Linked DNA regions of Triticum aestivum: region 2 is linked to region 1. Evidence: chromatin contacts called from public Hi-C data. All regions are on one chromosome and are shown on one strand. The core of a region is the stretch at or near the end of the contact, and the rest is flanking DNA. Distances in the headings are between cores, read along the strand shown.

What was found. Hi-C and Micro-C count contacts between places; a contact is called where the count stands out from the background.
Region 2: a contact with region 1 is called in a Hi-C map of leaf, with 4 times the contacts expected there. The contact joins the promoter of LOC123098092 here to the promoter of LOC123098089 in region 1. A contact is called at or near these places in 2 of 5 Hi-C or Micro-C datasets (both in leaf).

Annotation. Positions count from the first base shown.
Region 1 is chr4D:387,046,453-387,051,920 of IWGSC CS RefSeq v2.1, reverse strand. It overlaps LOC123098089 (acyl-CoA-binding domain-containing protein 5), which reads left to right and starts at 2,248. Exons shown (of 5, transcript XM_044519964.1): 1 at 2,248-3,736. The coding sequence starts at 2,430.
Region 2 is chr4D:387,400,570-387,406,037 of IWGSC CS RefSeq v2.1, reverse strand. LOC123098092 (actin-depolymerizing factor 5) reads right to left here and starts at 3,448. Exons shown (of 3, transcript XM_044519967.1): 1 at 3,215-3,448; 2 at 2,853-3,112; 3 at 949-1,471. The coding sequence starts at 3,235. The coding sequence ends at 1,321.

The DNA of each region.
Region 1 (5,468 bases), core at 999-3,498:
ACTTTAAGCGTGCAGACCCTACAGGTTCGAGAACTATGTAGACATGACCGAGACACCTCTCCGGTCAATAACCAATAGCGGAACCTGGATGCTCATATTGGCTCCCACATATTCTACGAAGATCTTTATCGGTCAGACCGCATAACAACATACGTTGTTCCCTTTGTCATCGGTATGTTACTTGCCCGAGATTCGATCGTCGGTATCTCGATACCTAGTTCAATCTCGTTACCGGCAAGTCTCTTTACTCGTTCCGTAATACATCATCCCGCAACTAACTCATTAGTTACAATGCTTGCAAGGCTTATAGTGATGTGCATTATCGAGTGGGCCCAGAGATACCTCTCCGACAATCGGAGTGACAAATCCTAATCTCGAAATACGCCAACCCAACAAGTACCTTTGGAGACACCTGTAGAGCACCTTTATAATCACCCAGTTACGTTGTGACGTTTGTTAGCACACAAAGTGTTCCTCCGGTAAACGGGAGTTGCATAATTTCATAGTCATAGGAACATGTATAAGTCATGAAGAAAGCAATAGCAACATACTAAACGATCGAGTGCTAAGCTAACGGAATGGGTCAAGTCAATCACGTCATTCTCCTAATGAGGTGATCCCGTTAATCAAATGACAACTCATGTCTATGGCTAGGAAACATAACCATCTTTGATTAACGAGCTAGTCAAGTAGAGGCATACTAGTGACACTCTGTTTGTCTATGTATTCACACATGTATTATGTTTCCGGTTAATACAATTCTAGCATGAATAATAAACATTTATCATGATATAAGGAAATAAATAATACTTTATTATTGCCTCTAGGGCATATTTCCTTCAGGTCGTAGTCTGCACGGTCGTCGGCCTTTTCATCGGGGACGTACTGGGCGCGGCCATCCTGACTTTGGGTCTCCTCGGGGTCGTAGGCACGTCCGTGCCTAGCCTCGAAGATCACGTTCTCCATGTACTGGTTGTAGAAGGGGTCGTCGACCGGTGCCGTTGCTGTTGGCATTCCATCAAACAACACGCGGGGGCCCGGCATGGTGCCCGTGCTTGCTTGCTCTGCATCTCGACGGACAGCCGGTCGCCGCTGCTGGACCCAGGCGTGACATTAAGGTCGATGACGGCCGCGGGGCGCGGTGTCGACGGCGCGAACAAGCCAACGTCCGGCGACCCCGAGAAACGGGTCTGGCCGTCGTGCCTTGGCGGAGGAAAGCCGGGCGACATGGGCGTGGTCCGCGACTGGCAGTGCGCAGGCCGGGCGACCGACGAGCCTGTGCTCGCCGGGCCGACGGCCGCTGTAGTGAAACTGGCCGAACGGCCCATGCCAAGCATGAGGAGGACGTGCGCTTTGTTGACGATGTCCTCCTTCTCGTCGGCCGCGGCCTTGCGCCGAGCGGCCTCCTTCGCATCGCGCTCGGCGGCGAACTTGGCCGCGGCGGCATTGACCCTGACGACCGCTCTCCGGCTCCTCTTCTTCGCCGCTTCCGTGTCCAACCTGGCGTCTCCTCCGGCGTGCACTCCGACCGCGGCTTCCTTGCCGCCTTGGCCGCCTTCTTCTTCACCTTTCCGGGCGGGTCAACGGCCAGGCCACCGGAATTCGGCTGGGAGTCGGCCATGAACGGGGGAGAGAGGGGGCGGCGGGAGGGACGTGGGAGGGTTTGGGGAAAATGGCGCCAAATGGGGCGTGGGGGGTTTTGGTTTCTCCCACCGACAGACGGGCCAGGGGAGGACAAGCGCGCGCGTCCCGCCCATCCGCGCGCTGTCCGTTTCACCCCAAAACCGGCGCAAATTTGGGCCGGGGATGGGTCGAAAGCGGACACGAAACGGACAAAAGTCCGTTTGCTCCCGCGCGCTGGGCCGCCCGGTTTGTCCCTTTTACCCCAAATGAACGGGGACGGACAGGATAGGGGTCGCGCGGTGGAGTTGGCCTAACACGGAGAAATTTCCCACCGAAAGCGCGCAGCACACGCAAAGCGAGCAAAAGGCCGAAACCCCCCACCCAAACCTCCAAACGTTGGCGGTCCGGCGCTCGCTGTCTCCGTCGCCGCCTTCTCGCCGATGACCTCCCTCGTCGCGTAGCCGGACGCAAGGAAGCGAAAACCCCCTGACGGCGTCGCCCCAAGCGGCTCGCGGTGGACGAGACCTTTTCCGCCCTCCCTCCCTCGTGGCGGTCGTATCCGCCCCCGAATATGCCTCTCCCTTTTGGCGCCCCACCCCCTTTACTCTCTCCCCCCACGCACCCACCTCCGTCTCCACCCTCGTCTCTTCTGCTGCTCCCCCTTCTCCTTCTCCTGTAGCCCCCCTGTTTCCGCTTTCTCTTTCCCCCTTCTCCTCGCCGACCCAACCGAACAAGAAAAGCAAGCGAGAAGCCGCATCCGCATCCGCTGCCTCGCTTCCTGCCCCGCCCTTCCCCGCCCGGGATTCATGGAGCTGCTGTTCGAGCTGCTCCTCACGGCGGCGGCCACCCTCCTCGTCGCCTTCCTGCTCGCCAAGCTCCTCTCCGGGACCAATGATCCCCCCCGGCGCGATCGCGCGGCGGGGCCCGCTGACGTGATCGCGGAGGAAAAAGCGGAGGAGGCGGAAGAGGAGAGGGCCATCGAGGTCGACGAGGTGGGAGCGTGGGCGGATGTGGCGGCGCCGCCTCTCGCCGAGGGGTGGGTCGAGGTGGAGAAGGCCCCCGCCACCGTCGCGGAGGGGATGACCGAGTGGGTGGCCGCGGAAGAAGAGGGGGTTCCGGCGACGCTTCTTGCTCCGGAGCTGTTCCTTGGCACCGTGTCGCGGGAGCAGAAGGAGGAGGGTGAAGTTGGCAAGAAGCACTGCGATTTGACCGCCGCCGCGGAGGCGGCTGTCGAAGCGAAGCCGCGTGATTTGGGCGATGAAGCTGCTCCCAGCGAGGTTCTTGACGTGGAGTTGGAGGAAGAGACAGCCCAGCAGCATGATCTGGGCGCTGAAGGTGCCCCGAGTGAAGTCCCTGATGCGGGAGTGCAGAAACAGGAAGTTCATGCTATGGAAGCTGTTGAAGTGAAGCAGCTCCATCTGGATGTGGGGGCTGCTCCTGCAGAAGTTATTGATGCAGGACCGGAGGAGAAGGCGGAGGGAGTGCAAGCTGCTGAAGTGATTCCGCGTGAATTGGCTTCCGAGACTCCACCTGCAGATGTTCTTGACGTCGTAATTGGGAAGCAGGAGGAGCAAGTCATTGAAGCGAGTCAGCACGAATTGGCTCCCGTTGTGGCTCCAAGAGTGATTCCCGATGCCGCAGCAAAGGATGAGGAAATGAAAGAACAATCTGTGGAAGAAGTTGTTCAAGTTCACAATAAGGAGGAAGCTCGGCGTGAGGCCGGCACGGATGATCAGCAAGAAAAACTGGTCCCTAAGGACGAGCCGGCTCTTGAGAAATCTGATGATCTAAATGTCAGCCAAGAAGACAGCTCTAATGACAAAGTGGATGTTCAGTTACCCGAGAAGGATACCACATTGCTAGGGATGCCGGAAGATGAGGCTAGAGCGAGCATGGAGTTTGAAGAGTGGGAAGGGATTGAGAGAAGTGAAGTGGAGAAGAGATTTGGTGCAGCAGCGGCATTTGCAGCTAGTGACGCCGGGGCGGCTGCTCTGTCGAAGCTGAATAGCGATGTGCAGCTGCAGCTGCAGGGACTTCTCAAGGTTGCAGTTGATGGTCCCTGTTATGACGCTGCACAACCACTTACACTGAGACCTTCTTCTCGTGCAAAATGGTACGTGTTTCATCTATCTTTGATACTCGTTCCACTTATCTTTCTTATGATCCAGCAAGTCATATTAGTCAATGATATTTTACAGAACACGTTTGAGTACCCAACCCCCCTGCCAGTGGTAATAACATTGAATCCTTTCTATATGAACAACTGAATGGTTTTGTGCTTGGAAAAAGACCAAAAAGGTTGCTACACCATAATGGCAATCAAATTTATCTGGTACCTTGTCTATTTCTTCTAATGGGGACTATGATAAAAGCTGTGCACTTAAACCAGGTAACTAACTTTGTAGTGTGTAAGGATGTCTCCTGCTACATTGATCTGTCAATGCATAAGGCTGAAATAACATGGACAACTGAATTGTTTGGTGCTTGGCTGTTGCAAGTTGGCAAAAGACCAAAAAGGTAGCTACACCATAATGGCAATCAAATTTGTCTGGTACCGTGTCTATTACTTCTAATGGGGAAACATGGTGCACTTAAATCAAGTAAGTAAATGTGTAGTGTGTAAGGATGTCTCCTACACTGTTCTTTCGTCAATGGATAAGGCTGCATGATTTACAGGAATCTTTTTGAGTTTTTTGAATTTGAATAAACTATACATGAACAGATGAACCCAATATTATTTGAGAGAGTGCGATTTAATCATTAATAGAAGCAGACGAAACACTTTCTGTATGTGTATGCACAACATGAATCAAGCATAGCAACCAAAGCATATTTATCAAGATAGTGTCATCATAGTCGATATATGATCAGTAATTGCCTCAAAGGTTTTGTAGCTAATTCTGAGAGGATTCTTGTCTGTTATTAGGAAGTCAAGAAACCAAAAATGGGCATAATGAAACTAATAGAAGCAGTTCTCGGGATACATTTTGCAGCTAGGTTGACATTGTTAATATGTTCTGAATAAATTGCTAAAACTTTAACATCGTACGCATAACACATTTAATTAATATGTTGGCATATAAATTGTTTGTTATATCTCTATAGACCTCATCAGTTAGAAACCATTTGAAATTTGAAATGATGGACTGGCAGGCGGGACTCACCTGTTAGTGTACCCATCTATCTTCTTCACCTTTCTTGTAATTGGCACGTGGGACCCACTTGCAAGTGAGTGCGTAATAGAACAATTGAAATCATAGTGTTCTGTGTTCATAGGAATTACCTTGTACAGTATTTTATCCTCCCAGACATCCTCAGATCGCATTTGGTGCTAAGGAATAGGTAATAAAAGGATTATAGCCCTTACCTGCAAAGTGGAGGAAATCCCACTGGAGATACCCATTGCTTATAGATATCCACCTGTACTCCAAAATTCGTCATTTTACCACACGTGTTTTCAAATTTTGGCAACAAAACATATTCTTAATAAAACACTATTTTACCACCTTTTAGTTTGGGGCCGTGTACGAAATTGTAAATCTTGTGCCATTATGACAAGTACTGTTGGGCTTTGCCTAAACTCAATGTTATAGGTTGGTCTGGTGCAATTTCCACTGTAAACTGAATTGACAATTCCACATCAAGTGATTTACCTTCTGTCGATCTGCCTTCTGTCGATTTGTTCTCTAATTTGGCATAATTGACAGTAAGTAGGCACTGAACAACCTCTCTTGCGCAAGTTTCTTTGGGGTAAGGTACAGCAGTAGCAAAGAATTTTAATGTATACCTTATAGATTCTTGTGCAAATTTAGCTGGTGGCCCTGTGGTCATATCTTCAGAATGGT
Region 2 (5,468 bases), core at 2,199-4,698, 350 kb before region 1:
AAGGCAACTCTTTGGGTTGGATGCAGCTCCTTCGCTGAGCAAAACTGGTACTCCTAGAAATCATTGTTGGATATTCTGTCGGCCATGAACACAGTTGCCCAGCCTTCCCACAAAAAGGCCCTCAAGACACTAACTATGATCATCTTATGGAGGATTTGGCAGGAAAGAAACGAGTGCACCTTCAGCGTAAAAATTGCTTCGGATGTTGACGTACTTCAGGCCGTCAACAGGGATCTTGATATTTGGTGTCAAGCAGGAGCAAAGCACATTCAGCCACCCTTCGGGGTTTTACCGAGAGATATCAGCTAGATAGCCAGGTTTTTCGGTCGTTTGCCTGACAAAACGACCTTGTTGGCCACCGGTGGCAAAGTTTTTTATTTTTCTCCTTGATCTCTTGATCAAAATCCACCTTTTGTATTTCCCATGTGCTTCCTGCTATGATCAATACAAGCCAGCAAGCTGCTGGATCTTTCAAAAATAAATAAAAGAAAAATGGTATGCTAGAGTTGCAGCTACTGAGATCCAGTAATTTGCTCGATGCTAGAGTAAATATGATGAATGTCAGAACTTCTCTTCACACCAGCTGAAATGTGTTCAAGTTGATCTACCTATACGATAAAAAAGAAGATATATTTTGACGACAATTATGATTTTCTTTTACAGTCTGAGTATACAAAGATTGGTGTATGCTTTTGTCCTAGGAATGCGCTGTAATTTTTCTCAAAACATAATAAAGATCTTTAAGAGAGAATATTATGTTGTTTCGATTTGGCGCAGCAAAGCGCATGAAAAACACACGCTGCCATGGGAAAACGGCGCAGCTCCTTCTAGTTCCTTACAAAAATCTGAAGAAGAGTCTCTCGTGTCCTTACAAATTTTGCTATGGGCTGGGCGTAACAGAGGTGAAGAAACGCCTGGAACAATTTCACCAGACAAAGAGACAACCCAGAGCAATCAACCGTAGTAGTAGTACCATCTTGAAGAGCGGTTGAAGCACAATAGCAAACGAAGTCGGGGCATCATCAGCATCAGTGGAATTTCCACGTCGCACGCAGAGATGGGACGTTTCATTAATCCGCTGCCACTCTCTCAGCTCCTCCTATACATCACACGCACGTACGGCACAATCTCAAGCCACGGATCGATAATTTTTCTAAATCAAAGCCCAAACCCTCGTCAGATCGCATCGAGCGAGACTGCTGGCAGAGCACACCAACCAGCCAGCCAGCCCCAATCAGCGTCCGTTCGATTATAGTACACCGGCGATCGTCGGCGACAGGCACACCAACATAGTAAAGCTCGCTCTGGGCGGCGGCTCGCTCATTGCGCGCGCTCTCTGATGACGTCGAAGCCCATCTCGGAGCGCTCGGTGGCCTGCACCTCGTAGTGGACCCCCTCCAGCACCCGCCGCAGGCCTTGCTTCGACGTCGCGTACAGAATCTTGGCTCTTATCCTCGACGCCGCCGGCGACCTGAATCAAGAGAAAAACAGAGCAACAAATCATCATCATCATCATCAACCAATCGAGTAACCGACCCAACCCACTGCCTGTGGCTCCATCCTAATCCCACTGAATTATGAAACAACTTTGTATGTACTCGTGTGAGGCCGATGCACCAGCAGCTGTTGCCATCGAACAAAGCCAGAGCGCTTTAACAAAAGGAGACCGGCTGCTGGTGGACAATGGAGAATGGACACTCGACAGGCTTGCTAACCTAACAGTATTTAACTACCCAGTTCTGCTGTCAAGTGCTTTAATCGTGCTTGCTTTTGATAAGATAGTACAAGGAGGAGGAACTGATTGATCAAGCTGCGCACTTTCGATTAAGCCAGTGAAATGTTGACTGAAATACAATCGTAAAAAGTTATTGGTATGGGCGGTGCCTGCTTTCGATGAGGGGCCAAATCTAATATACAAGGACAGACAGATCTGCACAACAGATGTATACAGGTCTCCAGATCTGATCTGATTAAAGAGCCCGCCCACCTTAGCTGTGGGGGTTAAGAGAAAAATAATGCAGGGATGAGTACTAAGGACAACAGTAACAAAGATGCGGCAGCAAGGACAAAGCAAAGCAAGCAAGAAAGAGAAGGGTGATGGTGGCCCTGCCAAGAAAGTTTGGCCCCCGTCATGATCTCGACCAGACCTGCGTTTGAGTTTGACAAGGCAGCGGGGGTATGGGCCAGACAACCAACTCTTGTGGAAAATGGAAAAAGTTTGATGCGTATTCGGTGTTCCTTCTTTCTTAGCGATAAGGATGTGGGGCTGATTGCAGAGTCATTTGGTCTGCAGATTTCCTGTCAATTTCTTGATGCTCTCAGGCGCCCTAGTTATATTTGGTGCGTGGGCAGATGGAGAGAAGATGCCCCACATCTTAATTTTAGTCTGAGCTCCTTTCTCAATGACGATGCAATATGTGATTGCTTGATTGCGATTTTGTTTGGTAGTTGGTAGGACTATGGTCAATTGATATACTAGTAATTTGCACTTGCGTCATGTAATTACTACCAACTTGGCGTTAGTGTGTTATATAGTGCAGAGGACCAAAGAGGATTTGGTATCTTGGCTAGTTTCTTGCTGGCAGCTGCCGTAGTTTATGAATGACTTGCATATCATCCAAAGAGCAGTTGCGCTGACAGGCAAAAACTTAGACCCTTACGGTTCGGACAATCAAAGCTGTTTATAATACATACAGTGTGCAGCCAGCAAGGAATGCTTAGCCGCCAGAACCAAGAAACCATCCAGCATCGCGGTATCCGCATCAATAATTATGGCTAATAATCAAGATCAGACGCCATGATTTAATCGATTTGACGGTAAGTAAGTGAACGAGAAAGGAGTGAATAATTACCATGCGATGAAGAAGATCTTGCTCTTCTGGCAGTTGTCGACGGAGACGAAGTCGAAGTCGAAGACGGCGTAGCGGCAGTCGTCGCCGGGCAGCGCGGCGACGAGCTCCTCGTACCCCTCCCCGGGGCCGCCCACCTTGTCCACCAGCACGGCGCGCGTCCGCTCGTCGATCTTGTAGACCACGAAGCGGTGCACCTTCTTCCACTTCATCTCCGTGAACCACCGCTTGCACTCCTCCTTGATGTTCATCCCCTCCGTCGCCTGCACACACCACCCGCCGCGAAATCATCATAAACATCGTCAATTGCCTCATGCCCCAGACGCGTCAAGGAAAGCAGCAGTGGTAAAGGCCTGGATCCTTACCATCTTGTAAGCCATTGCCATGGCTGCGGGTCGTCGCCGGTGAGGACGAGGAAAGGAGGGAAGGATCGGTGGAAGAAGGGAGGGGTTCTTCCTTGGCGCTGCGTTGGTTGCTTGAGGCTTGAGGAGGGTGCCCCTTGCGGCCTTGCCTGCCCCTTGTATGGGTGTGGGTTTGGCAGTCCTCCTGTCTCTTGACAATTAGGTGAGGCGGGGGCAGGGTCGGCTTTATACAAAAGAAGCGTGGCAAGCAGCCCAAAATTCCATTCTTCTCCTTTTATTATAAAACAAAATGAAAAGGCTAGGATGCAACTGGGGGTACGGGCATCCCTCCCACACATGCCTTCCTTGTGCTGCGTTGCCTGTCCATTTCTCATCTCAACAATAAAAAAACAGGGAAACTTTTTGTGATAGAGAGGAATTAGCAACTCCTTTTACAGTTGATGGAATTGTTGTTACTTTGCACTAGATAGATAGATATCTGAACAAGTGAATGGATATCCCTTCAAGATAACAGTCTGCCTAGATAGATTGCTGCTCGTCGTTAATCATCAGTTTCTATCCATAAGAGCGCCTTTTACATTCACCCGTTAATATAACGAAGATGTGACACGCCACAGCGAGGAGCAGTAGCACGCACTGGCGTGCAATCATCGTCATGGCGATCTGAATTACCACCAATGATGGTGCCGTCGGCAAGACGATCTTGCACCAAGATTCGCACCCACTGGTCACCGGCGTACGCGACCGTGGGGCATGGAAGAAGCTACCGCACGCCCCGCCTAGCATCTACGCGCTCCTCGTCATGACCCGTGCGTGCCCATTCCCCCCACCCCCACCCATTCTTTGCTTCCAAGGGAAGAAGGGAGCAAAGGTAAATTCGCCATTTGCCGCGAGAAAAGTAGAGAAAGCGGTGGCGACCGGGGACGGGGGCTCCTCTCCTCTATGCTTTTTCCGTTTTTCCTCGGTTTCACGTGTGCGTCGGTGACCTCAGACAGTTGCTGGTGCGCAGGGCAGAGCCCTTTTTTCTGATTTTTATTTTAAAGTTCTATAGGTGGGACGAGGAGACCCGCTGGCGCTAAATTGAAAGCTGCTCGCGGTCGCGCACTGGCCGTGCGGGGCTGCATTTCAACCAGCAGATTAATGAGCGCTTTATGAGGCGCAGAAGTGGTACTGCCACATGGTCGCCGGTGGCATTACTTTCTGGCGGCGGGCCAAACAGTACGGAGTAGACATGATCGGCTAAAATGCATAGGGGCTTCAGGGCATCTCCAATGGCAACTCGCAATTATTTTTTCTGCATCCGTTCACGGACAAGTGGATCGCTATGCGGACACGGATGCGGGAGGCCGTCATCCAACACTAGTCACATACATTTCAACCTGTATTTTAACTCGGCAGGCGAAATTCATGCGAATCGGCCAATATTTATCAAAGTTCGGATGAAAATAACACAAATCATCCATACACACCATGCAAATTAAGTCTAGTATAACACGGTCTCAAATTTGACTAGACCCCATATGTCCAACAAGTTATTTATGAACGGATCATGTTGTCCCACAGATACTTTTACTTCAGCTTCATCCAACAGTGTGTGCACGTAAATGGTTGTTGCTCTATCCTGTGATACACCACAACAGCGCGCGCGGGCTACATATAGTGTGTAGACCCACATTGAGTGAATGAATCAATCGACAAGGTGAACAAGAGGAAGACAAACTTACGATCTCGTCCTCTGCCACGTACAATGGCCACCTTGCCTCGAGCTGAGAACCACGTCGCAAAACTTGGTGACGTTGATTTGGATAGCATGCAAGCGATACGACAATGACCACACGTTGCGTGGTTGAATGATGTACATGTCGTAGGGCGCAATGTGTTTTTATGCATGAAACTTTTCATGCACTTGCTCCCAAAAGGGCTCTCCTCTGCTCCTGCCTATCAAATCCACAGATACATCCAGCCACGCATCGCATAAGAACTCATCCTCCATGGTCGAGTAGCTCACCATCCTTCGTGCCCTAAAAAATGACATAGCATTTGAAAATAAGCTCAATGACATTTGACCGAACAACTGCCGAGCGTGGCGTCCATCATGGAGGTCGTTGGTACAAACGGCTCCAAGGTGAAAAGCTCCGTCGTAACGGCGAGCGGACGTGTCGGTGCTGGTTGCAGACGTCCGACCATGCCTCTGTGGCGGTCGGAGACGTACAACGGCGGCGGAGGAGGTGGAGGGTGCGGATGCAAAGTAAAGGGG